Regions from separate parts of the Macaca mulatta genome. Here region 1 is linked to region 2. Evidence: chromatin contacts called from public Hi-C data. All regions are on one chromosome and are shown on one strand. The core of a region is the stretch at or near the end of the contact, and the rest is flanking DNA. Distances in the headings are between cores, read along the strand shown. Region 1 holds the start of RNF126 (ring finger protein 126). Region 2 holds the start of BSG (basigin).

What was found. Hi-C and Micro-C count contacts between places; a contact is called where the count stands out from the background.
Region 1: a Hi-C map of liver shows a contact between it and region 2, with 2.1 times the contacts expected there. The contact joins the promoter of RNF126 here to the promoter of BSG in region 2. A contact is called at or near these places in 2 of 14 Hi-C or Micro-C datasets (cortical neurons and liver).

The regions. Positions count from the first base shown.
Region 1 is chr19:1,316,883-1,320,336 of T2T-MMU8v2.0, reverse strand. It overlaps RNF126 (ring finger protein 126), which reads left to right and starts at 2,185. Exons shown (of 9, transcript NM_001261265.1): 1 at 2,185-2,341. The coding sequence starts at 2,267. The region is part of intron 1 of PALM (paralemmin); the gene reads right to left.
Region 2 is chr19:1,211,851-1,215,359 of T2T-MMU8v2.0, reverse strand. BSG (basigin) reads right to left here and starts at 1,807. Exons shown (of 8, transcript XM_077978863.1): 1 at 1,702-1,807. The coding sequence starts at 1,768.

The sequences.
Region 1 (3,454 bases), core at 936-3,435, 100 kb before region 2:
GCCCGTGCGCTCTCTGGTGGTCAGAGCAGGAATGACTGGATTCTCGCTGCTGAAAAGACGGACAGGAAGGAGGCTCAAGCCCGTCCCCAACCTCCGACATTCAAAACCCTAAATGCAGGGCCGGGCGCGGTGGCTCACGCCTGTAATCCCAGCACTTTGGGAGGCCGAGGCGGGCGGATCACAAGGTCAGGAGATCGAGACCACGGTGAAACCCCGTCTCTACTAAAAATACAAAAAATTAGCCGGGCGCGGTTGTGGGCGCCTGTAGTCCCAGCTACTCGGGAGGCTGAGGTAGGAGGATGGCGTGAACCCGGGAGGCGGAGCTTGCAGTGAGCCGAGATCGCGCCACTGCACTCCAGCCTGGGCGACAGAGCGAGACTCCGTCTCAAAAAAAACAAAACAAAACAAAAACAAAAACAAAAAAAAACCTAAATGCAGGACGGGCTTGGTGATTCACGCCTGTAATGCCAGCACTTTGGGAGGCCGAGGCGGGCAGATCACCTGAGGTCAGGAGTTTGAGGTCAGCCTGGCCAACATGGCGAAATCCCTTCTTTACTAAAAATACAAAAATTAGCCAGGCGTGGTGGTGCCCGGCCTGTAATCCCAGCTACTGGGGAAGCTTAGGCAGGAGAATCACTTGAACCCGGGAGGCGGAGGTTGCAGTGAGCCGAGATCGTGCCATTGCACTCCAGCCTGGGCGACAGAGCCAGACTCCATCTCTAAAAACCAAACAACAACAAAACAAACAAACAAACAAAAAACCCTTCAATGCACAGGCTCCAACTCTTAATTCCTCAACAGTCTGGCTCCAATGCCTCACTTTGCAGGAAGTCCAACTCCAGTCAAATCCTGTTCATCCCTCAAAACCCTGGTTCCAATGTCCTTTCCCCTCGGAAGCCCTTTCTCTCTCCCGAGGCAGAGCTGGGGTCACCCCTGAGTCCCATACTCTGGTCCAATCTCATGGGGCCGGGGGTCTCTGCGTGCCTTCAGCATAGGGTCTGGTATGCAGTAGGTGCTCAATGAGCGTTGAGTGAATAAAGAAATACATGCATGAGGCCGGGTGCGGTGGCTCACGCCTGTAATCCCAGCACTTTGGGAGGCCGAGGTGGGCGGATCATGACTCAGGAGTTCGAGACCAGCCTGGCTAAATATAGTGAAACCCCGTTTCTACTAAAAATACAAAAATTAGCCAGTGTGATGGCACACACCTTTAGTCCCAGCTACTCGGGAGGCTGAGGCGGGAGAATCGCTTGAACCCAGGAGGTGGAGGTTGCAGTGAGCCGAGGCTGTGCCATTGCACTGCAGCCTGGGTGACAGAGTCAGACTCTGTATAAAAAAAAAAAAAAAAACAAATACATGCATGATTGGGCCAGAACGAACCTCAGACATGATCCTGGCCTGCGCTGGGTGTTGATACCGTGTCTACTGATTAAATTTGGAAGTGGGGGTTAGGTTTCCTGCCCTCTCCGCACCCGGGAGGCCCCTGGGCCGTCAGCCTCCGGAGCATCTTGGAAACAGGGCCACAAGCCACGGACCTCAGCCTCTATCTGACCCCACGGGTCCCAGCCAGGCCCAGGCAGCGCCCTGAGCCCCTGTCTGCCTGTATTCCGCAGCGCTGAGGGAATGCCTGCTGTGTGTCAGTCGCTGCTGTGGGTCCAACAATCCCTTCGCTGCGCAGCTGACCTGACGGTGCCACGGGGCAGGAGGGCAGCAGAGGAGCCCTTGTAAGCTGACATTTGAGCAAAGACCTGGAAGAAAGCCACGTGGGGGTTGGGGGAGCGCTGCACCGGGAGGGGGCGGGGAGAGGGCGCCTGGCGAGCCCCAGGAACAGTGGGGACAGTGGGCTGAAGCACCATGAAGGGAGAAGGCGATGAGGTAGGGAAGCACTGAGGGACACGAGGACCCTGGCAGCTTCGGGAGACTAGGAGGGCCTCGGCTCCATCTCGCGCAGGCCCCGCTCCTCGTCTCTTCCGCCGCCTGGACTTGGCCCCGCCCCCGTCGGAAGCCCCACCCCCGCTGGAACCCCGCCCCCGCCCGGAGCCCCGCCCAACGGCCGGGCCTATTTTGTCTCTCAGCGGCCACCGTCGCCCTGTCCGCGGCCGGCCGAGTGCGCAGCCTACGCCGCTCCCGCGTCCGCTCTCCGCCCCGCGTGCCGTGCGTGCCGTGCGTGAGCGTGCGCGGGCGCGTCGGCCGGCGAGGGAGCAGCAAACGGCCGGCGGCGGGCGCCGCGCGGGGGGCGGGCGGCGCGGAGTAGGCGGCGGCGGCCATGGCCGAGGCGTCGCCGCAGCCCGGACGGTACTTCTGCCACTGCTGCTCCGTGGAGATCGTCCCGCGCCTGCCGGTGAGGCCCGGGCCAGGGCGACGGGCGACAGGGTCTGTGCCACAGGCCTGAGGCAAGGCCGAGGCCGGGGCCGGGGTGGGGGTCGCTTGCGCGAGCTGGCCAAGATAGGGAAACTGAGGCTCGGGGCAGCGCCGGCCCAGGCTGGATCCGCGGGGAACCCGGGCGGTGCGGGCGCGAACCCCGTCCTGCACATGCGGGAAACTGAGGCCTGGGCGGGAGGCGGGGCCTGGCCGGAGCGGCGCAGCGGGATCGCGGCTGGGTGACCCCACATCCGCGGCGTTCCCGACCCGAGAGGCCGCGAGGATCCCAGGTGGGACCTCCGAGTCCGGTGAGCCTGGTTTTGCAAACGGAGAAACTGAGGCCTGGCGAGCAGAGAGAGGGTATTGCTCGGTGGCGCGGCGCAGGGCAGGGGCCAGGCCTGGCGGGGCCTGGAGGAGGGGATGGCGGGGCTCGGACCCCGAGAATAACGCCAGGGGACCCCCGCCGAGCGCGTGGTCTGGGGCGCCGGCGCCTCGCTGCAGGTTCGCCTTGTGGAGCCCTGGCCGCCGCCTTGGAGGCAGGCCCAGGCCCGGGAGGCTCCAGGCACCGTCCCGGGGTCCGAGCGCGGCCCGCCGGCGGGGCTTTGTGACCGGAGCCTGCGTTCTTCCCCTACCGGGGCTTGGCCGGGCAGCCCCCTCCTCCTCGAGGTGTTTACAGCCACCCCTCGCCCGGGAGGACCCTGGGCCTGGGCGTTCCGAGTGCTACTTCCTGCTCGTTCAGGGCAAGGTTCCCCACGCGGCCCTGATGTCACCTTGGGGGAGGTGGGAGCTGTGCTGGTCGGACGTGCTATTTCCAGGCCCCTTTTCCAGGGTTTCGGAGTCAGTCGGTGTGGAATGGGCTCAGCAGTCTGTATTTTTAATATTATTTTTAGGAACACGGTCTCCCTGTGTTGCCCAGGCTGGTCTTGAACCCCTGGGCTCAAGCGATCCTCCTGCCTCAGCTTCCCAAAGCGCTGGGATTACAGATGTGAGCCACCGTGGCCGGCGGTGGTCTGCATTTTTAACCCGTGTTCCCCTTCCCCAGGCTGACGTGGGAAGTGGTGATTTAGTCGAGCCACGCCTGCTTGATAGATGG
Region 2 (3,509 bases), core at 558-3,057:
TCACCGTATTAGCCAGGATGGTCTTGATCTCCTGACCTCGTGATCCGCCTGACTCAGCCTCCCAAAGTGCTGGGATTACAGGCGTGAGACACCGCGCCCAGCCTTTTTTTTTTTTTTTTTTTTTTTTTAAAAAAAGACAAGAGTCTCCCTCTGTTACCCAGGCTGGAGTGCAGTGGCCCAATATCGGCTCACTGCAACCTTCACCTCCTGGGTTCAAGCGATTCTCTTGCCTCAGCTTCCCGAGTGGCTGGGATTACAGGCGTGCGCCACCACGCCCAGCTAATTTTTGTGTTTTTAGTAGAGATGGGGTTTCACTATGTTGGCCAGGCTGGTCTTGAACTCCTGACCTCAGGTGATCCACCCACCTCAGCCTCCCAAAGTGCTGGGATTAAGCCTCACTATAAATATTTAATCCAGAACCAAATGGGGGTCTCAATAAAGGAAGAAATTTTCTATCCAGCAAGAAAGGCTGTCATGCTTTTCTCCCGGAAAAACACACCTCAATCCATTTCCCAAATGCACTCTCCAAACCGCGTCTGCCCACCCCCACACGGCCCCTCCTAAGACAGCACTGGAAACCTAATGCCCGGTCAGAGTCTGCTAAAAACGACTTTCTCACTATTTCCTGCGCTGAATGGGGTGGCCAAGGCCCCTCATTGTGACCTTGGAACCTCGACTCCCCACAGGGCTCAGCTTCCTTGCCTGTAAAGGAGAAGGGGCGTTCAGAGACCACCACATTCTGTGCCCTGAAGCAAGGCAGAATCAGAGAGAAGGCTGGCGCCACTCCAGGGACATTCTGCCTTCTCTTCCAGGCAGGGCGCCTCGAGGGAGCCTGCGAGGGCTTAAGAGTCTGGGAGAACACCCGGGGGCAGGTGCACGCCCGAGGCAAGACGCCAGGGCTAAATCCCCCGAAGAACGGTAATCCCTTCCCGATCCGGAAGGCTGACCCACTCGGAGCCTCCGTGTGCGCCTGGAGGACAAAAGCCCCTTTTCCAGGAGAGAGCGCCAAGACGATCGCCCCGGCAGCGCGGGGCCTGGCGGGGACCCCAGACACTCCGGGCAGGGTCTGTGACCCTAACACGCGCAGGCAGGGTGGGCCCGTCTCCAGGCTCCACCCTCAGGCCGTTCTCCCCCGACCTGCGGAGTCCAGTCCCAGCAGGACAGGTCGGGCAGGCACCAGCCCAGCCCCTGCCCCGACTCCAGGCCAAAGGGGACGCTCACCCAGGCTCTGGGTCTCCCTTCTCCTGGCCGGAGGGACGGGCGGGCGGGCCACCTCCAGCCGCCTTCGCAGACGCCCTCGCCCAGAGATCAGGCGAGAGCCTCCACCTCTGCCGGGGAACCCCCAACCCCAGGCCACCGAAAAGCAGGACGCCCACCTCCCCCGACCGAGACCGGCCTGGCCAGGACCCCCAGGCTCCCGCCCCCAAGCAGGGGCTTCACGCCCACACAGAGGGTGCGACGCCCGGGGGAGCCTGGCAGGCAGCGCCGGGAGGGACCCCCAGCCCCCCTCAAACCCTGGGAATTCACCCCCAAGCTCCAGGCTGGCGCGGGAAACCCCCGGGGCCGGCCTTTCGCACCCCAGGCGGCCCCTCGCCGAGGCCCCACGCTCCCGTTGGCTTCCGGTCCGGACCGCAGCCTGGGCCGCGGCCTCCATTCCCGGCCCCTGCAGGACCGCACCCCCGCCCCCGGCCCGCTCCTCACCAGCCCCGTAGGCTCCGTGGGCGCCCAGCAGCGCCAAACCCAGCAGCACGAACAGCGTAGCCGCCATGATGTCTCCTCCTCGCCGGCCCCGCAGCCGCCAACCGCCGCCGGAGCCGCCCGCGGCCGCTATAAAAACCGGCGGGGGCGCGGACCGGGCGCGCGCACGCACGGCGTCATCGCGGGGGCGGGGCGCGCGCGGGGCACGCCGGTCGCCCCCGCCTGCGCATGCGCACACACGCACGCACGCACGCGCCGGCTCCGGCAGGCTCCCGCTACGGAAGCCGGGCGGCGGCGCACGTGACAGGGCGTTGCTAGGAAACGGGAGCGCGGCCCGCGGGGACGCGGCTGGAGCCTGCGCATTTCTTCCTCCGGCTTTCAAAGCTGGAATGAGCGCGGAGCGGTGCGGCCGACGGGGTTGAAACATTCCGAGGGTATTACCCAGATTTGATCAGAGTGAAACACGGGCCGGCCGCTGTGGCTCACGTCTGTAATCCCAGAGCCTTGGGCGGCCCAGGCGGGAGGATCGCTTAAGCCTGGGAGCTCGAGACCAGCCGCGGCAACATGGCGAGACCCACCTCTCTGCCTTTAAAAATGTACATATCTATGTGAACAGATTAATAAATTAGGCGGGAGGAAGCGACCTCCTCCGCCCCAAGTAAAAATACTTCAAAGGCACTGGAATCTGGATCTCAGAAAATGAATGATGTCTCAGTATAAACGTCCTGTTCGCCATTTGGTTGGGAAAACTGAGTTAAGAAACTCAACTTCCAGGTCAAAAGTTGTAAATCAGCCCTACCCTCTTCTTCCCCGGCCCCCTTGTTCTCTCGCAGGGGGCGCGTTTACCCTGTTTTTAAAAAGTTCTGAGTCTCAGCCAACCGGGGTCCGCTTAGATGGCGGCAGAGGCCAGAAGCCCCGACAGGGGCAGGACAGAGGCCAGAAGCCCTGCCTTTGTCGCGTGTGCTCCGGCGGCTGCACCCCGCACAAGTAAAGGGGTCTCCGAGACGTTTCCGAAGTGCAGTTTCTCTCTGCGGGGCCGGCTCGCCGCCCCCAAACTTCCCATTTGGATCCCATTCTCTTTCGGGACAGGCAGGCGGTCACCTTTTTGGGGAGACGCGTCCCACTGCTTCACTGGGGGCCCTCAGGAGCGGAGGATCGGGTCCCGCCCGAGGTGATGAGTGAACCCGGACTCTCAGCAACGCGGGTGGGAAGGACCCGGGAAGTTCCGGGGCGGCCAAGGTGAGACAAGGCAACATTGTGGCGACCGAGGTGGGGGTGAGACAAGGCAACATTGGGGCGACCGAGGTGGGGGTGAGACAAGGCAACATTGGGGCGACCGAGGTGGGGGTGACACAAGGCAACATTGGGGGACCGAGGTGGGGGTGAGACAAGGCAACATTGGGGGACCGAGGTGGGGGTGAGACAAGGCAACATTGGGGCGACCGAGGTGGGGGTGAGAAAACTCAATATTGGGGCGATAGAGGTAGGGGGTGAGAAAACTCAATATCGGGGCGACAGATGAGGGGTGAGACAAGTGGCTATTGGGGCAACAGAGGTGGGGGGTGAGAAAAGTCAATATTGGGGCGACCGAGGTGGGGGGTGAGACAAGTCGCTATTAGGGCGACAGAGATGGGGGTGAGAAAAGTCAATATTGGGGCGACCGAGGTGGGGGGTGAGACAAGTCCCTTCCCACCCACCCCTCCATCCCTCCCCCACCCACCCCCCTCCCCCATACCAAACAGTCAGTCCCTTCCACACCCACCCCTCCATCCCTTCCACACCCATCCCTTCTCCCCAAACCACTCAGTCCC